Regions from separate parts of the Mus musculus genome. Here all the other regions are linked to region 1. The links are chromatin contacts, called in public HiChIP or PLAC-seq, Micro-C and promoter capture Hi-C maps. All regions are on one chromosome and are shown on one strand. Each heading gives the region's core, a stretch centred on a gene start, on an enhancer-like site or on the middle of the called end of the contact. The rest is flanking DNA. Distances are from core to core; before and after follow the strand shown.

Region 1 (4,536 bases), core at 1,157-3,656:
GTGGGCTTTAATACCCTAGTCCTAGTTACCTGGAAGTGATTCTTCTCAGAGCAGCCTTCAGATAAAGATATAGAACTCTCAGCTCCGCTTGCACCATGCCTGCCTGGATGCTGCCATGCTCCTGCCCTGATGATAGTGGACTGAACCTCTGAACCTGTAAGTCAGCCCAATTAAATGTCCTTGTAAGAGTTGCCTTGGTCAAAGTGTCTGTTCACAGCAGTAAAACCCTAAGTCACCATTTAGACTTCCAAACAAATTGTAATACTATGTATACTATTGAAGCTCTGTCCACAGTGAAGATTTCCCTTCACTGGTGTCTTTCAGGGTTGTCCCCAAAAGAGTTTGTAATGCTGCAGCTGTCTATTTCTGGGTGATGCCTGCATAATGTACAGAACCATCAGGGAACCAGGCCCCAGTCTTCTCTTCTCAGCCAGCTGATCATAGGGGATATACCTTGAGGCTATAGGTGTGTGTGTGGCAGCAGACAGCATTGTAATGTGAGTGGAAACCATAGGCATTTGGAGAACTTCTTCATGTAATTTGCTTGTGCCTTCAGGACCTGGTTGGGCCAGATCACATATATACCACTTCCATTTATTAATAGATTGCTACTGTGCACATCCTGCTTTATGACTGGTGGATCAGATAATTTCCAGTGCATGATGAGCAGCTTACAGAGTACCTTGAGGTTATATAGTAACTTGGTGTCCCATTGTCAAACTAAGTCCCAATAGCAGGCTAACAGCTGCCTCTTAAAGGGAGAATTGTCTACAGATGATGATGAAGCCTTTCTCTAAAATCCAAAGGTCTCTTCTGTGACTCACCTAGGGGCCTGCCAAAGGCTCCAGACAGCATCCCTGCCTGTCACTGAGATCTCAAGTACCATTGGGTCTGCTGGATCACCTGAGCCAAGTGGTAGTGTGCTTGCTTGCACAACAGTCTGGACTTCTTCAAGAGCGTTCTCTTGCTCCAGGCCCCACTTAAAGTTAGTAGCTTTCTGAGTCACTATGGACTGGAGTCACACACCCAAGTGAAGAGGGTGCTGCATCCAAAATCCAAACAGGCTCAGTAAACACCGTGCTTCTTTCCAGTGGGAGGGGCCAGACACAATAACTTTACAATAGAAGGATAGCTCTGCATGCCCCAAACCACTGCACTCCTAAGAATTTCACTGAGTTAGAAGGTTCTTGAATTTTGGTTGAATTTACGTGTTACCCATGAATTCAAACTGGCTGCTATCCACTACTCACTTGGTCCAATCAGCATAATGTTGTCAATATAGTGTACACACACACATATTTACAATCTATACTATATGTTATATATACTATGTATTACACATTTTGTTAAATAAATGAAACAAAATGCTTAATTATTAAGTAAAGATTCAGTGAAAAATTTCCTCCTTAAAACCATTGTTCGCGGGCTGGAGAGATGGCTCAGAGGTTAAGAACACTGGTTGTTCTTTCAGAGGTCCATGAGTTCAATTCCCAGCCACCACATGGTGGCTCACAACCAAGTGTAATGAGATCTGGTGCCCTCTTCTGGCTCACAGACATACTGCAGACAGAACACTGTACATAATAAGTAAATAAATAAATCTTTAAAAAAATGTTCACACTGGACCTATTTGGAAAGCACTGATATTTAACTTTACCACAAGGGCAGGATCTACAAGACAAGTACACATGAGAATGGTGCGAATTATAATGACGACCTTACTGAGCTAAAATAACTTTATTGATTATACTGATAAGGAATCTTAGGAACGCGGTTTTAGACAAGAAACGTGGTGCTTTGGCTCAAGGACTTGCTAAGGTTTTAAAAGAGTGGAGTGAATAATTTGTTCCAATTGGGCACAAATCCTATTTGATCTCGAGTTGTAGTCCTTAGGATTTTAGAAAGAGGCATAATTAGCATTAGTAAATAATTAGCATTAGTCGAAGGCAGTGCGCCAGTTTGTTTAATAAAGAGATTCCTGCTTCAGGAAACTGTCAGCTAAGGGGCTTTTTAATTTTAAGTATTTGGTCACTTTTCCTTTTTTCTTTTGCCGGCCACTAGTGCGGATAATTTCCGGAACCGTACAGGGAGGACAAGAGGAGTACAATCTTCTCTGTAACAGGTCAGAAAAAAACAAAGTGCAGGATCACGGTCTGGCACATAGCATTGCTGCCGGCGCCTCCCCTCAGCGTTTGTCACGGCTTTTCCTGGGCGCCCACGCCGGAGTTTAAATCGCTTCCAACCCCTTCCCTTTCAGCACGCTGCTTACTCGGAAAAAAAATACATTTCCCACAACACCACGCGCCGGCCGGGCCTCTCATGGGCTGTCCCACACATTGCCGTTATGTTTATGGTTACCCAAGCCCACATCTACTAAAGAACAGAGCTATTGTTTGCTTTTCAAACGTCATCCTTCTTGTTCTTTTCCACTTGTAACGTTCACTGTTTGAGAAGAGACTCCGAGGAGCGTAAGATATTCAGGCTACTCCTCTAGACACCTTTCTGCGCGAGCCTGAGCCCATGCCAAGGTCCCGGGGTCCTGAGAGTGTCATTGGGGGATGACCGCAACAGTAGTTGCTGCGGCTGCCACTGCAACCATGGTCTCCAGCAGCAGCGGCCTCGCCGCCGCCCGCCTGTTGTCGCGCACCTTCCTCCGTGAGTCGTGCCGGCCCGGCTCTGTCCTCCATGCTTGCGTAGACCTCGGGTTCCTGATTCTGGCCCCGGCGGTGTCCGGGCTCTTCCGGGCGGGCCCTCGGAAGGGGCGAGGGAGCCACCGGTCCAAACGCCAGTGGCAGACCTCGGGGGTGGAGGGGGCTTTGTCCGATGGGGTCGTGGATCGGCCGATGCACTTCGCAGGGCGCCCTGCAGACACGGCAACAATATCCTAGTTCCCTCGGTGACGGGGTGTGTGTGTGTGGAGGCGGGGGGGGGGGGGTGAGGTGGAGGTGGCCTCTGGGCTGGCCCTTACTTGGAGCCAAGGCTAAAGAGGTCCAGGATGAACTCTGCTGGGAGTGTGAGCCCCCGGGTTGAAGAGGTTGTAATTTGTCCCGAAAGATTCTGCACTTGGAGTTGACCGTTCTGTTGAAGTGGTAGGGCCAACGGAAAGGTGGTTTCTGCACCCAGAGTCAACGTGGCCCCGTAGGAGCTTGGAAGCTGACCAATGATGTGTCGCTCTTTACGAGACTCCAATGAACACCTCAGTTTCTGAGAACCAATCTCCCAGGGTTGCTATCCTGCAATGCTGACTCTTGAAAAGTAGTGCTGCGTTCAAAGTCTCTGTGTTAGGTACGATAGGAAACAGCTTGGGAACCGGTCATGTCGTTTTTGAAGTCTGGCCAATCATTCGTATGTGTATAATAGTCTTTTTTTAAAAAGTGATTTCTCGATGGATGTGGTGGCCCACACATTTAATTCCTGCATTTGGGAGGCAGAGGCAGGTATGCGGGTCTTTGTGAGTTCGAGGCCAGCCTGGTCTACAAAATGAGTCCCAAGAGAGCCACAGCTGTTACACAGAGAAACCCTGTCTTGAAAACAAAACGAAATGAAACAAACAAAAGCCTACTAAACAAACAAACAAACAAACATCTCTCAAGTAATAGCTTGGTTTGTGAAGCAGAGCATTGTCCTGCCTATCACTAACAGGAGAAATGATTGCCGATTAAAACTGTGATGAGTGATTGGTTGTCAGGTTTATCCAGATCTAGGAGATGTTAAGAAGTAATGAGTGGTTTGGTTTCATTGTGTAGAATAAGTGAGTCAGTTTACTGCTCAGAAATAGACACTCATGTAACACTCTTTTCTTTGTGACATCTTGTTTCCTCTCGCATCAGATAGTAGGTGAGACTTAGTTTCTTTCTTGGGTATCCTAAAAGTGTTCAAGGATAAGTGTGCACCCAGTAGCTGTACCTCATTGCCAGGTCATTTGAGGACAGAGGTCCGACTTGGTAACTTTGCCAAATGTGAAAGAGTTGAGTGTATTTGGGAACGTTTTCTGGAGCACCTTCTTGACTGATTAAAAGGATACCTCAATGTGCTCCAAATAGAAGGGAAGGAAGGCATTAGTTGTGCCAGTAAGTGCTGTGGCTGGTAGAGTTTGAACACTTGTGTGTTGGGTATGGCCTAAGCCAGCTTATTTGGAATCGTTTGTGGGTTAAGATGTGGAACACCAGATGTGCACATTAGCTAGTTTTCTGGAACACTCACCTATGCACCAATGTCTCTCTCTGCTGAGGTCTTTCTGGTCCAAGACCCAGCCTCCATCCAGAAGGTCTGCTGTGTTAATAGAGGTGTTTCCAGAAGAGGAATGTCTAGGTGATTTGGTTCCTTAAATTCATCCTTAGCAACCCTCACCCCACAGAACTGAACGTCTTTCATCCTAGACTGCAAGACTGAAGGCCTAGAAGAGATTTAGCTTTCTGTTGCTGGAGGCATGCTGTTAAAACTCTGAGGGATCTAAGATCTAAACTAGGATATTTTTGTATTAGTAGTATTAGTATTAAGGTTACAAGTGACTAATGTTTAAAAACCTCTTAGTTG
Region 2 (4,536 bases), core at 846-3,345, 420 kb before region 1:
GAAGCATCGGTTTGACACTTGTCCTTAGGTCATGTCTGGCCTCTGAGCTCTACTCTCCACATCTGTAAAACGGTACCACAATGCCTTCCTTAAAGGTGTATCGGGAAGACCCCATGGCATGGCATGCGACTGCAGGGTGCCGAGCGGAGCACAGCATGGTAAGTGATGCGGAAATAAACCCTGAGAGGATAGTTTTTCACATTTTTTTTTCCCCTTCAAGACTGGGCCTCGGGGGCTGGTGAGATGGCTCAGTGGGTAAGAGCACCCTACTGTTCTTCCGAAGGTCCAGAGTTCAAATCCCAGCAACCACATGGTGGCTCACAGCCATCTGTAACAAGATCTGACGCCCTCTTCTGGAGTGTCTGAAGACAGCTACAGTGTACTTACATATAGTAAATAAATAAATCTTAAAAAAAAAAAAAAAAAGACTGGGCCTCATTATATAGCCTTGGCTGGCCTAGAACACTCTATGTAGACCAGGCTGGCCTCAGACTCACATGTTCTCTACCTCCCATGATGGGATTAAAGGTGTGTGCCATCACAGCTCAGCCTTTTTTGTCTCTCACCACCACCCCCTCCCCCCCTTTTGGGTTTTGAGAATGGTTCTCACTCTGTAGTCAAGGCTGGCCTGGAACTCATGGTCCTCTCACCTTACCTTATCCCTCTCTGGGATGTCAGGTGTGCTGGGATGTCAGGTGTGCTGGGATGTCAGGTGTGCTGGGATGTCAGGTGTGCTGGGATGACTGATAAGTGTGCTGGGATGTCAGGTGTGCTGGGATGACTGATAAGTGTGCTGGGATGACAGGTGTGCTAGGATGACTGACAGGTGTGCTGGGATGACTGTCAGGTGTGCTAGGATGACTGACAGGTGTGCTAGGATGACTGACTGACAGGTGTGCTGGCATGACAGGTGTGCTGGGATGACAGATGAGTGTTTCCATTTTCTGAAAAGATTTTTGTTGTTGTTTTTTTCTCATTTTTTGGTTTATTTATTTGTTTACTTATTTACTTAATTTTAACAAGATCTTTCTACATAACCTGTTATGGAACTCACTACATAGACCAGGCTGACCTTGAACTTAAGAGATCTGCCTGCCTCTCTCTCCCAAGTGCTGGAATTAAAGCTGTGTGTTACCATGCCCTGCCTAAAAAAGATTTTTTAATTGGTCAACACGACTTCTCTTGAAAGGTGGGCCCTCGATTAAGAAACTGACCAGAAAGATTATAAAGCCATGGGAGGCTGGGGGCTCTGACAGGCTTGACAGTGGCAGCAGATGTCTTTTCCTAAGCTAAAGTCCCCACCTCCCTGTAGTCTCCCCTCCCCCAGCCTGAAACCTGCTTGCTCAGGGGTGGAGCTTCCTGCTCATTCGTTCTGCCACGCCCACTGCTGGAACCTGCCGCTTTGCTGTTTGGAGCCACACACGTGCTCACCTTTCTACTGGATCAGAGATTATTCGGCGGGAATCGGGTCCCCTCCCCCTTCCTTCATAACTAGTGTCGCAACAATAAAATTTGAGTTTTGATCAGAATGAATTTGTCTTAGCTCCGTTTCTTCTTTCGCCCCCTAGATTCCTCTCTTACAGCTTGAGTAGCCATATCAGTCGAACCGTTCACGTTACGAGCTGCTGGCGGCCGCAACACCTCCCTATTCCCTTTTCATTGAGACCTGTATGTGTGATGTATGTGGATATGTGTGCAAAGGTATCTGGGGGCCAGAAGAGCATATCTGGTGTCCTGCTCTACCACTCTGCCTTATTCCCAGAGACAGGGCCTCTCACTGAACCTGGAGATAGACTGGCTGCCAGCAAGCCATAACAATCCCCCATGTTTGTCCCTCACAGCACTGAGGCTACCCACATAGCAGTGTATAGCTTTTTATGTGGGGTCTAAGAATTTGAACTCAGATCCTCTGTGGGTCAGCCCTATTTTCCTCTCCGGGAAGAAATAAGGCCCAGACTGAACTACCACTAAAGAGCAACATCAGGGCTGGGCTGACTGCTCAATGCTTAAGACTGAACACTGCTCTTGTGTAGGACCCCAGTGTGGTTCCCAGGACCTATGTCAGGCTGTTCCTAGCCTCCTGTAACCTCAGTCCCAGTTAACTGCTGCCCTCTTCTGGCATCCACAGGCACTACACTCATGTGCGTCCACATTTGCACCTAAGTAAAAGATGAAACAAAGGCTCCAGGGGCTGAGGGGAAGGGAGGAGAAGGGACATTTGTTTGCTTGCTTGTTTGTGGCACTGGAGTTTGAACCCAGAGCATCTCACACACTAGGCAAGCACGGTCTCCTTGGGCTAAGTTCCTGCCTAGGAGGATTTTGTTGTTTCTTAAATCTTTCTCTTCCCATTGCCTGTAAAGTCTCAAACCTAGGACAAATGGCTGAGGTACCTATTTAACATATCAAAGTGGACCTGGCTGCCAGGTTCTCCCAGCATCCCTCAGTCCCTACCTGTCACAGGATATAGCGGGCTTTGAGTTCACAAATGCTCAAGCTACACCCAGTGTGGCACACAGTCTCCTTCTGTGGAAACGTAGAACTCTGGGTTCCTACAGCACCATGTATGCCTGCACGTGGTTAAGTTCCCCACCATGATTGATGATAATGGATCAAACCTCTGAAACTGTAAGCCAGCTCCAATTAAATGTTTTCTTTTAGAAGAGTTGCCTTGGTCATGGTGTCTCTTCATAGCAATGAAACCCTAAGACATTCTCCTTCCAGAATTTTCTCAAGGGCTTTTTACATACTAGATGAAACATTTTACAAAGTGAGCTCTATCCCCAGAACTGCCTCCAACTTTGCATTTAAAAATTACTATTTATTTATACATCATTATGATGATGATGATGATGATGATGTTGGTTTTTCGAGACAGGGTTTCTCTGCATAGCTCTGGCTGTCCTGGAACTCACTTTGTAGACCAGGCTGGCCTCAAACTCAGAAATCTGCCTGCCTCTGCCTCCAAGTGTGCCACCACTGCCCGGCTTATTTATACTTTAAATTTTAGTTTTATTTTGTGTGCATGGGTGTGTTGCCTATTTGTCTGTCTGTCTACCACATGCATGCTTAATGCCTGCAGAGGCCAGAAGAAGGTGTCAGATCCTTAGAATGGAGCTACAGTTACAAGCCACCACGTATGTGCTGGGAATTGAACCTGGGTCCTTTGCAAGAGCAGCCAGTGCTTTTAGCCACTAAGCTATCTCTCCAGCCTTATTACTTATTTACTTTGATATCTTTGGAGACAGATTCTCTTTACATAGCCCTGGCTATCCTGGAACTCACTATGTAGATTGGATTGGCCTCAAACTCAGATCTGCCTGTCTCTGCCTCCTGAGTGCTGGCATTAAAAGCCTGTGCCACCACACCTGTGGCCCTTCCCCCCAATTATTTCTCTATGTTCTCATTAGTGCAGTGCTTGAAGTCAGAAGAAGATAACAGATACCCTCAGCTTGAGTTCCAGATGGTTGTGAGCCACCCTGTGTGGGTGCTGTGTCCTGTCCCCAGGAATAGGAGAACACCATCTTAACTGCTGAGCCATCTCTTCAGCCCCCCACCTCCTGCCTTTCACTAGCAATATCAACTAGGGGTTTATGTGCAATCATTTTCAAAATGCTTTGTAATCGCCATATCCTCAGTGTCCCGTGTAAGTGCCCATGTAAGCAGTCTTAGGTCCTTTTGAGGGAAAGGCTGGAAGGGTCATTGCCAAGTTCAGTGGCTCTTGCTCCAGAGGTCCTTTCTTCTGGAGTTCTAGCATCTTTCATCTGCAGGCTTATGTTTTATAGCCTTATAACTTCAAATGGGCAACTGCCCTCAGCTTGCCCCTATCCATCCTGATTTTCTCTGGATAATTCAGTTGGAGTAGAACTATTTTTTTTAAAGTATACTACTTTTTTATTTTTATTTTTTATTATACATAAATTCACTGTAGCTGACTTCAGACACACCAGAAGAGGGCGTCAGATCTCATTATGGGTGGTTGTGAGCCACCATGTGGTTGCTGGGATTTGAACTCAGGACCTTTGGAAGAGCAGTCAGTGCCCTTACCCGCTGAGCCATCTCTAGAACTATTGTTTGCTGTTGGTTTTGTTTGTTTGTTTTTCGAGACAGGGTTTCTCTGTGTAGCCCTGGCTGTCCTGGAACTAACTCTGTAGACCAGGCTGGCCTCGAACTCAGAAATCCACCTGCCTCTGCCTCCCGAGTGCTGGGATTAAAGGCGTGTGCCACCACCACCCGGCTAACTGTTTGGTTTTTTTAAATTAGTTACAATGAACCTCTCTTCTCCAAATTCCTTCTGATGGTCCCTGTAAGCTGCAACTTGCTCTGCATAGCCATCACTGCAAGGTTCCCTGGAGAACGAGAAAGCCAGGTCAGAGAGAAAGCAGGAGGGTACCACAAGCTGATAAATGGCAGTGTTGGCACTGAAACCAAGCGGTCTCCTGCAGAAACCCAGTTGCCTCTTATCCAGGGAACTCTGTTAAGTGGGCCCACCTGTTTTGAGGTTGCTTCCAAAGCCTAAGGGCAAAGACAAGGGGTTGT
Region 3 (4,536 bases), core at 1,417-3,916, 390 kb before region 1:
ATTATAGTATTAGAACTAAGCCAATTTAGCAACATAGTTATATAACTTATATATAAAAGTTGTTTTTTTTTAAATAACATAACAACCCAAAGATAAAATCAATTTTATTTACAACAGTCAAAGAACACTTAGGAGTATGTTCAATGAAAAAGATATATTTTATTTTCTGGTAATTATAGAAAAAAGTGAAAGTCCTAAAATAAATAGGTATTTTATATTCATGATCAGATTGCATACCAAAATAGCAATACTCTTCAAACAAATCTATAAACCTTACACAATCACTATCAAAATCTAGTTGGTTTAAAAAAAAAAATTGTCAGTGTTTCTAAAACTCAAAGAAACTGAAGGGACCCAGAATGTGCAAAACAAGTCTGAATGGAAACAAGATCAAAACACCCAGAAATTTCAAGGTTTTATAAAGCTTTGGAAGTGAAAGCAGCACTGGACTGTCATGAGCTGTCATGAGCAGCCACACATATCAATTAAAAAGACTCAGTCCTACAGAAGCCTTTGTTTATGGTCAACTTATTTTAAGCAAGAAGAAAGCTAATTAATAAATAATAGTTCAATGACCCAGAACAACTGGGTACCTTCTACCTCAGCTCCAAGTGAAAAACCAAATTCTAATCCTAGCCCTCAGGAGCTAGAGGCAGGGGCATCTCTGTAAGTTGAAGCCAATCTAGCTACACAGTGAGTGAGACCCTGTCTCAAAAATGAAAACAACAACAAAAAGATTTTAACTACATGAAAGATCTAAATCAGACACAACTGGAACCCTCAGAAGACATATTTCCCAGTGATTTAGCTTGGGCTATGTGCGTTAGGATGACATCTGAACACAAAGTAATTAAAAAGAACAAAGAAGGCATTTTAAAACAAAACTTCAGTACTTTAAAGTACAGCACCCAGAAAGTGAGAAGACTAAAGATTGGGAGTACATTTTTGCAAATCATCTATCTGTTAAGGAACATGTGTCTAATATATAAAGATTGGTTACAATTCAGTAATAGGCATTACATGTAAATTTTTTTTAATGGGAAAAGGGTCTGAACATTTTACTAAAAAATACACAAATAGCTAATAAGCATTAAGAAGAAATGCTTGGGTCATTATCTATCAGACCTGCAAATCAAACCCACTTGAGCCAGTGCTTCATGCCCATCAGGAAGGCTATAATCAAAGACAATAGTAAGTGTGTTGGCTAGTTAAATAATTGAGGCCTGAAGCAGACAGCTTTTCTTACTGAGGGCTATTAGCAACAGCCCAGCCTGATTTCACTGCTTGTTTCAGTAGCACTCTGGACCACTTGTGGAGTTTTCCAAGGGCTGAAAACTGTAATCAAGAGACAGAAGGACACAGGGAAGATGATTTTAGTTTGAATGAATCTGAACTCTTGGAGGTGCTTATGGGATAGTTTCAGGATGTTTTGTTTTTGCTTTTCATACCCATAGAAGCCCCTTAAATGATAATAATTGATTTTGCATTATGAACTTACCAAAGTCTACCCTTGTTAATATGCACTGCATCGGGTGGTCAGTTGTATGCCTTGTTGTCGTTGCCCCGCTTTCATAACAAGATGCACAAAGATCGTAATCGTAGCAAATTAAACACTTATATCTGCGACCTCGAAAATTTCCTTTTAAACATGCATCACAGCTGACACCTATAAAACAAGAAGAAGCACCTTCAATCAGCGGCTGGGAAGGGTCAGTGTGGAAATGTTTCAGGGCTCATTTGGCCCAGAGAGCCTTTCAAAAACAACCAGCAACAACACAGTAAAAAACACAGTAATCTGAGCAGTGTGGAAAACTCCTTACTCAGAAAGGTCAATCCTAATGAAGAGGACCTCAAGACGGGTGGCGGGAGGGGCAAAATTTAGGGAGTTTTAGGCCACCAGATGATAAGATGCTACTGGGGTAAGGTGTCTCCAAATATTTCAAGAAGTGTAAAAGCCCTTGTTAAAAAGTGCCTTGTGATCTCAGAAAAGGTGTAGTTACATGCTTTTTTTCTATAGGTTCACAGTCTATATGGCTCAAAATGCCACCAATTATCTGGCAGGTATAAAATCCTAAGAACTACATACGTTTAAACTATAATACACACAAAGAAACCACAATCAGACTGTAAGTTCATATCAGAAACAAACAGCAAACACTTAAATACCAATTCTTCTTCAGTTTTTGTTTTACATAATGTCTCAGTAGGAAGCCCAAAATGACCTTGAATTCATGATCCTCCGGCCTCAACCTCCAAGGTGCTGGGATTACATGTTTACAGGTGTGCAACAATTTTTCTGAACTCCTAAATAACAAAGAGTGGGGGACAGGGTCTGACTGTGCAGCTAGACTTTGGTTGACCTTGAACTCACTGGGATCCACTTGCCTACGCTTCTAGAGTGCAGGGATTAAAGGTGTACAACAATTCTTTGTTTGTTTGTTTGTTTGTTTTTGGTTTTTTAGAGACAGGGTTTCTCTGTATAGCCCTGGCTGTCCTGGAACTCACTTTGTAGACCAGGCTGACCTCGAACTCAGAAATCCGCCTGCCTCTGCCTCCCGAGTGCTGGGATTAAAGGTGTGTGCCACCACGCCCGGCACAACAATTCTTAGTATGTTTAAACAAAGAATAAATGAGGGGGCACTGTGTAGGTCAGCCTACTCTACATAGTGAATTCCAGGACAGTCAGTGCCACAAAGGGAGACCTTGCCTAAAGGGAGGTGGGGGATGAGGGGTGGGATACAGGGAGTAGGGGTACTTCAAGAGCCAGATAGGAGATCTATACTAAATCAAATGTTTAGAGTTCAAATTTTTAAAAAATTTTAATTGAAAAGTCAAAGCGCAGGATTAACAATAGAAAATGCCCTTATTTGTATGTGTATACTTTTTTTATGCAGAAAGCACATATAGCTGAACTCAACTGGGCCAGTGTGTTAGATAAGAAAGAACAGAACAGGTCAGCTAGACAGTGAGTGGTGCTGCACACTTTAGTTCCAGCACTTGGAAGGCAGAGGCAGGTGGATCTCTGTGAGGCCAGCCTGGTCTACAACTCCAGAGCAGGCAGGACTTCAAAGAGAAACCTTGCCTTAAAACAAACAAACAGGGTTGAAGAGATGGCTCAACAGTTAAGAGGACTGACTGCTCTTCCAAAGATCCGGAGTTCAAATCCTAGCAACCATGGTGGCTCACAATCATCCGTAAGGAGATCTGATGCTCTCTTCTGGAGTGTCTGATGACAGTTACAGTGTACTTACATATAATGAATAAATACATCTTGAAAAACAAACAAAAACAAACAAACAAAAAAGAGAAAATAGAACCTTAATAATATATTAATGGTATTTTTTCACTCCAAAATAGAAAGGCATTCAGTTTTTTAAAAAGCAGTTTATGATTCTACCTACATTAGTCAAATTCAGAGAGAAAGAAGACAGTTGGTTATCAAGGGCTAGGGAAAGGGGGTGGAGGAAGATAGGGAGTGTCTGTCTACTGGGTAGAGTTCCATTTTGGGATGATGAGAAAATTCTAAAGATGGATAATGATCAGGATAACAATGGAATATACTTAGTGCCACAATAAAGGGCAGACCATTAAGAAAAAAAACCAAGCTTATGAATAAATCTAATCAAAGACAGGAAGCCTTTTAGGAAGAAATTAGTAAAAATGTATTCAAAGACATTTTAAATACAATTTTAAAAAATGTTAGGGCCTTCGGAGCTAGCACCTGAAGGACCTGAGTTCAGATCCTATCAGCAAGTGCACACTCAATCCCAGGAGAGATTAAAGGCTTGTGACACTACCACTTGAATCCAAGGCAATGGTCATAAATAAAAGCATTTAATTAGGGGCTTGCTTATAGTCTCAGAGGCTTAGTCTATGGCAAGTATGGAGGCACCTGTGGTAGCTGAGAATAGCTGAGAGCTTTACATCTGATCCCCAGGAGGACCTACAGGCAGGTAGGAAAAGAGTCTCTGGGCCTGGCGAGGGCTTTGGAACGTCAAAGGCCACCCTGCCACATCCTGTGATACACCTTTGCTAAAAAGGTCCATATATCTCCTAATCCAGGCACTTCACCAACTGGGGTCCAAGTATGCAAACACGAGCCTGCTGGGGCCATTCTCATCCAAACTGCCACACTTCCCTTACACTGACTGCTTCTGTCACATATTGTGTCCTGTTGACTAATATATACACCACGTAATAGATTCAGGATACTGGGGTACGGTGGTTTGAATAGGTATGGTTCCATAGACTCACATGTTTGAATGCTTGGCCCATAGTGAATGGCACTATCAGGGGGTGCCTTTGTTGGAGAAGTGTGTCACTGTGGGGGTGAGAGCTTTGAGGTCTTCTATGCTCAAGCTATGCCTAGTGCTGCACACAATCTCCTGCTGCCTGTAGATCAAAGATGTAGAACTCTCAGCTCCTTTTCCAGCACCATGTCTGCCTGCATGGCGGGCTTCTAGCCATGATAATGGATTAAACCTCTGAAATATGTAAGTCAGACCCAACTAAATGTTCTCCTTTGTAAGAATTATC
Region 4 (4,536 bases), core at 1,294-3,793, 320 kb before region 1:
CCCAAGCCCCAAGAAGCTGTTGACAGAGCTGAAAATGCTACCTATGTTGGTTTGATCATTATATACAATATGTGTATGTTGAATTACCATATTGAATGAATATGAATATATATGAATTAGACTATTAGGTTAGACACCATGGTGCATACAAGTAATTCCAACACTCGAGCAGCTGAAGCGGGAGGACTTCAAGTTCTAGGTGGGCCTGACCTACGTAGAGAGACTACCTTAAAATGAAAAAGTAAAGTAATATTAACAAGAAACAAATCATTGGCAGAGCATAGTGTCACAGTCTTCTTTTCAAGAACCATGACCATACTGTTGTCCAGGCCTGGTTACCTGTGTTCTGATGGAGCAGGGCCTAAGAGAGCTGGCTTGGGGATCCAATACACAGGGGAGTGGTGACGACAGCAAGAGGCAGCAGCAGGGCCATTGTGGGTACTTTTTCTTCTTTCTTCTAAAAATGTATTGTTTTTTTTAAATTATGCATGTGTGAGGTCTGCCACATGTGTACAGGTGCCCATTAAAGTAACTGTGAGTCATTTGATATGGGTATTGTGAACTCTCTGCAAGGACAGTTTATGTATGCTCTTTTTATGTATGCTCTCTGTATGTATGCCTGTATGAGGGTATCAGATCTGCTGGAACTGGAGTTACAGACAGTGGTGAGCTGCTGTGTGGGTGTTGGAAGTTGAACTCAGGTCCTCTGGAAGAGCAGCCACTGCTCTCAGTTGCTAAGACATCTCTCTAGTCTTTTGCTTATCTTTAACCACTGAACCTGTGGTGGTTTGAATATGCTTGGCCCTGGGAGTGGCACTATCACAAGGTGTGGCCTTTTTGGAGGAAGTGTGTCACCGTGGGGTTGGATTTTGAGGCTCTCTTTCTAGCTGCTTGGAAGACAGTCTTCTCCCAGTTCCCTTCAGAACAAGATGCACAACTTTCAGCTCCTTCTCCCGTGCCATGCCTGCCTGGATGCAGCCATGCTCCTGCCTTGATGATAATGGACTGAACCTCTGAACCTGTAAGCCAGCCCCCATTAAATGTTTGTCCTTTACAAGAGTTGCCTTGGCCATAGTGTCTCTTCATTGCAATGAAACCCTAGATAGAAGTTGGTACCAGGAACTGGGGTATTGCTGTGATAGGCCTGGCCGTGTTTTTGTTTGGAAGAATGTGGATTTTGGGACTTTGGATTTGGAAAGCAGTGGAATGCTTTAAGTGGGGTTTAATGGGCCATCCTAGTAAGAATATGGCATCACTGATGCTGAGTGTGGCTTGAACTGTGGGGGTCTTGCTTCAAAAGTTTCAGAGGAGAAGAATGTTAGTATATGGCCTAAGACTGTTTTTGGTGAAGAATATGGCTACTTTTTGTTGTCTGAAGAGTCTTCCTAAGGAATCAGATTAATTGCATTGACAAAGGAAAGTCTCATAAAAGCCCATACTTATAGTGACACACTTCTTTCAACAAGGCCACACCTACTCCAACAAGGCCACAACTCCTAAGAATGCCACTCTCTGAGTCAAGTACATTCAAACCACCACAGAGCATCTCGCCACCCCACTTCCCCATCCTTTTTTTTTTTTTAAAGACAAGGTCTTGTGTACTCCACGCTGTCTCTAAGCCCCCTGAGATATCATTGCTAACCTTGACCTCCTGATTTTCTTGCCTCTACTTTCCAAGAGCTGTGATTACAGGTGTGCACAAGCCGATTTATGTGAGTTGCTTAGATCAGATTGGCCTATGGGCATGTCTGTGGGAAACTGTCTTGATTAATGATGGATGTGGGAGGGCCAACCCACTGTTGGCAGAACCATTCCCCAAGTAGGCGTTTCTGGGTTGTCTAAGAGGCTGGTTAAGTTAGAGCCTTGACAGAGAGGAGTAAGCCAGCAAATGAACCAGCAAGCATCATTCCAGGGCAGCCAGGGCTACACAGAAAAACCCTGTCTCAGAAAACCAAAACTACAACAACGACACTTCATCAGACTGTTACCACATTGGAACATGGAATTTGTGGTGACTTAAATTTTTGTTCCTGGGTCATGATCACTCAGATTTGACTCCAGAATAAAGTATCTCCTATTTCCTGTGAGATTTTTGTGTGTTTGTTTTTGTCTGCTCAGTACATAAGTTTGTATCCTACTTAAAACTGAATACTTTCCTGATCATAACTACTGTTAGCTCAGTCTGTGATCCATAGTTGCTCCCAGCTGGAAATGGGTATTTGGAGTGATCCTTGGGGCAGAAAGGTGGGTTTCTGAAAAGCCAGATGAGCCTTGATTGTAGCTAGAGGCAGGGTCTGAGGAGGGTGGGGACAGAGAAACCAGCTCAGCGACTTCTTGTTCAGGCTTTGGAATGCTTGAGCTTCTGTCATCTAGCAGCCTCGGCACTGGCCAGATTGCTCCTTTGTTGAGGGTCCCTTTCTCATGCCAGGTTCCTGGGATGTGGGAGGAGTCTCACATCAGCTGTGGCTGAAAGAAGATCCCTGCCAGTGAATGGGCAGGAGCCACACCCAGCCGAGGTAAGTTGAAGTGGGAGGGACCTCGGTGGAGTGAGTCACACTTGAGTCACCCCAAAGTGACTCAGAGCCGGGAATGGAATCTCCTGCTGGGAGGACAGTGGGACAGGAAATTCCAGCTGGCTGAAGGGAGGGATAAGGGCTAGGGATGTCGAATGCCAAGTTTATGAACAAAGGGGAGTTTGAGGAGCAGGGAGAGGAACCCTCAGAACTTGCCAAACAGGAAGTCATATCTGGACAGCAGGTGGGGGCAAGGCAGCTTGCCCCCACCTGCTAATGATCCGGGGTCCAGGTGAGAAGTCGAGAGGGCCTGAGTGCTGACCACAGTGCATAGACAAGGCACACCTCAGGCTCCATACTGGCCCAGGCCCCAAGGAACCTCCCATGCTAGTGTAATCCTCTCTTGCTGTCTACTATGGCCATTCGATCTCTTGAAGTCTTCCCACACCCAACCTGACACTCAACAAACCCTAGGGATGTATACTGGCAGTATGTCATTATGATGCTATAGTAGCTTTGGCTTTTTTTCTGTTTTCTTTTTTCCTTTTCTAAAGCTAAAGTGTCACTCTGTAGCCAAGGCTGACATGGTTGGGAACTCCCTATGGAGGCCAGGATAACCTAGGCCTCACAGGAATTCGCTTCTCTTTTGCCAGTGCCTCTTGGGAACTGGTATGCTACTAATCCTGGCTTAATGATTTTTTTTTTTTTTAAATGTAGGCTTTAGGAATGAAAACCTTCCTGTTTTCATTGTTAATACTTCTCCTTTGGTCTTTGGCTGGAGAGATGGTGTAGTAGAGCCCACACTGTTCTTACAGAGGATGAGTTTGATGCTCAGAGTCCATGTCGGATTTCTTACTATTGCCTGTAACTCCAGCTCCAGGAGGATCTGATGACCCCGCTGGCCTCGGTAGATACATGCACATCTTTTTGCTGTTGTTGCTTTTGAGACAGGATTTCTGTGTAGCCTTGGCTATCCTGGAACTTGTTCTGTAGACCAGGCAATAATCCTATTTGTCAAAAATAAGATCACTACCACACTTTCAAGCCAAATTTGAAACAATCTTTAATTAAATACTGGCCAGGTTACTGGACTCTAGCCAGGCCCACACCTGAGTTTTAAGGAAAATGCTCCCAAGTCACAGTTTTCAGATGCTTAAAAAGGCAAACCCCACAATTGACCTTCTATCCATCAGGGGCAAGTGTACATTCTGATGTAATTCTTGCCCACATGGGATCAAGTCCATCTGGTGCAAATGGCTCAAACACACGTAGGACAAACAGGAATATATTCTTAATTGCAAACAGAACTCAACCTGTAAGGTCTATTTTTCCTGTTGTGGTCTCACACAGGTTGGCCTTGAACTCAAAGAGATCTGTCAGTCTCTGTCCCCGAGTGCTGAGATTAAAAAAGTGTACCACCACTGCCTGGTCAATTAAAAAAGAAAATTAAATCTTCTAAAAAATCTTTTAACTACATTTTAAAGTTTACTTTTATTTTATTTATTTATTTTGAGACAGGGTTTTACTATGTAGCCTTGGCTGGACTGGAATTCCTATATAGACCAGGCTGAACTCACAAAAAATCTATTTGCCTCTGCCTCCCTGAGTGCTGGAATTAAAAGCAGGTACCACTACATTAGGCCTAGCTTGTGTGTGTGTGTGTAAACGTGTGATGGTCAGAAGACAATTTGAAGAAGTCAGTCCTTTGGTTCTTACCTTCCACCAGGTGGTTTCTGGGAACTGGCTCCTATCATCAGGCTGAGCTGCAGGCACCTTAACCCAAGGGGCGGCCTGTTGGCCTTCGTCTTTGAGGTTTTTAGCTGTTGTTTTGAGACAGGGTCTCATGTGGACCAGGCTGGCCTCAAACTTGCTCTATGCTCGTAAATGCTGATCCAAATCTCCAGCGCTGATCTTGAGATTCTCTGATTTTCCAGCCTTCTCCTCCAATGTTCTGTGCCCGGCTTTTATCCTCGACTTTTAAAATTTAGGGGTGTGCACCACCAAGAAAATAGCCTCTGCTATC

The links. Promoter capture Hi-C pulls out the DNA fragments that hold promoters and counts their contacts. Hi-C and Micro-C count contacts between places; a contact is called where the count stands out from the background. HiChIP or PLAC-seq counts read pairs in DNA pulled down with a chosen protein or histone mark.
Region 2: a promoter capture Hi-C map of embryonic stem cells shows a contact between it and region 1, with 4 times the contacts expected there. The contact joins the enhancer-like site here to the promoter of Suclg1 in region 1. A contact is called at or near these places in 4 of 39 promoter capture datasets (cranial neural crest, embryonic stem cells, hippocampal neurons and 1 more), 18 of 484 Hi-C or Micro-C datasets (B cells, the C2C12 cell line, MC3T3-E1-derived osteoblasts and 10 more), 14 of 115 datasets of contacts at active chromatin or transcription factors (the 230-238 cell line, the SCID.adh cell line, astrocytes and 6 more) and 3 of 9 other capture datasets (adipose tissue, embryonic stem cells and liver).
Region 3: a contact with region 1 is called in a Micro-C map of embryonic stem cells, with 2.8 times the contacts expected there. The contact joins the enhancer-like site here to the promoter of Suclg1 in region 1. A contact is called at or near these places in 8 of 39 promoter capture datasets (the HPC-7 cell line, HPC-7-derived erythroid cells, cranial neural crest and 4 more), 1 of 15 datasets of contacts at CTCF or cohesin (the NIH/3T3 cell line), 4 of 484 Hi-C or Micro-C datasets (differentiating embryonic stem cells, embryonic stem cells and liver), 8 of 115 datasets of contacts at active chromatin or transcription factors (bone marrow-derived macrophages, cardiomyocytes, embryonic basal ganglia and 3 more) and 3 of 9 other capture datasets (adipose tissue, liver and macrophages).
Region 4: a contact with region 1 is called in an H3K27ac HiChIP or PLAC-seq map of embryonic stem cells, with 2.8 times the contacts expected there. The contact joins the enhancer-like site here to the promoter of Suclg1 in region 1. A contact is called at or near these places in 6 of 39 promoter capture datasets (the HPC-7 cell line, the SN4741 cell line, cranial neural crest and 3 more), 1 of 15 datasets of contacts at CTCF or cohesin (the NIH/3T3 cell line), 17 of 484 Hi-C or Micro-C datasets (B cells, the CH12 cell line, the G1E-ER4 cell line and 10 more), 27 of 115 datasets of contacts at active chromatin or transcription factors (the 230-238 cell line, bone marrow-derived macrophages, differentiating embryonic stem cells and 16 more) and 1 of 9 other capture datasets (liver).

Annotation. Positions count from the first base shown.
Region 1 is chr6:73,246,099-73,250,634 of GRCm38.p6, forward strand. It overlaps Suclg1 (succinate-CoA ligase, GDP-forming, alpha subunit), which reads left to right and starts at 2,407. Exons shown (of 9, transcript NM_019879.3): 1 at 2,407-2,655. The coding sequence starts at 2,559. It overlaps Gm38834 (a long non-coding RNA gene), which reads left to right and starts at 2,665. Exons shown (of 2, transcript XR_869182.3): 1 at 2,665-3,285.
Region 2 is chr6:72,826,951-72,831,486 of GRCm38.p6, forward strand. No RefSeq gene overlaps it. Among named protein-coding and RNA genes, the nearest start is that of Tcf7l1, 40 kb to the left of the region's middle. Within about 2 kb of position 2,096, at least 7 of the 459 cell types and tissues checked have an H3K27ac peak or open chromatin away from gene starts, as enhancers often do. A contact at or near this core is called in embryonic stem cells, where this site is marked.
Region 3 is chr6:72,860,260-72,864,795 of GRCm38.p6, forward strand. It overlaps Kcmf1 (potassium channel modulatory factor 1), which reads right to left. Exons shown (of 7, transcript NM_019715.2): 2 at 1,499-1,666. Among named protein-coding and RNA genes, the nearest start is that of Kcmf1, 37 kb to the right of the region's middle. Within about 2 kb of position 2,667, at least 7 of the 459 cell types and tissues checked have an H3K27ac peak or open chromatin away from gene starts, as enhancers often do. A contact at or near this core is called in embryonic stem cells, where this site is marked.
Region 4 is chr6:72,924,443-72,928,978 of GRCm38.p6, forward strand. No RefSeq gene overlaps it. Among named protein-coding and RNA genes, the nearest start is that of Kcmf1, 27 kb to the left of the region's middle. Within about 2 kb of position 2,544, at least 175 of the 459 cell types and tissues checked have an H3K27ac peak or open chromatin away from gene starts, as enhancers often do. A contact at or near this core is called in the CH12 cell line, the NIH/3T3 cell line, the SN4741 cell line and 11 more, where this site is marked.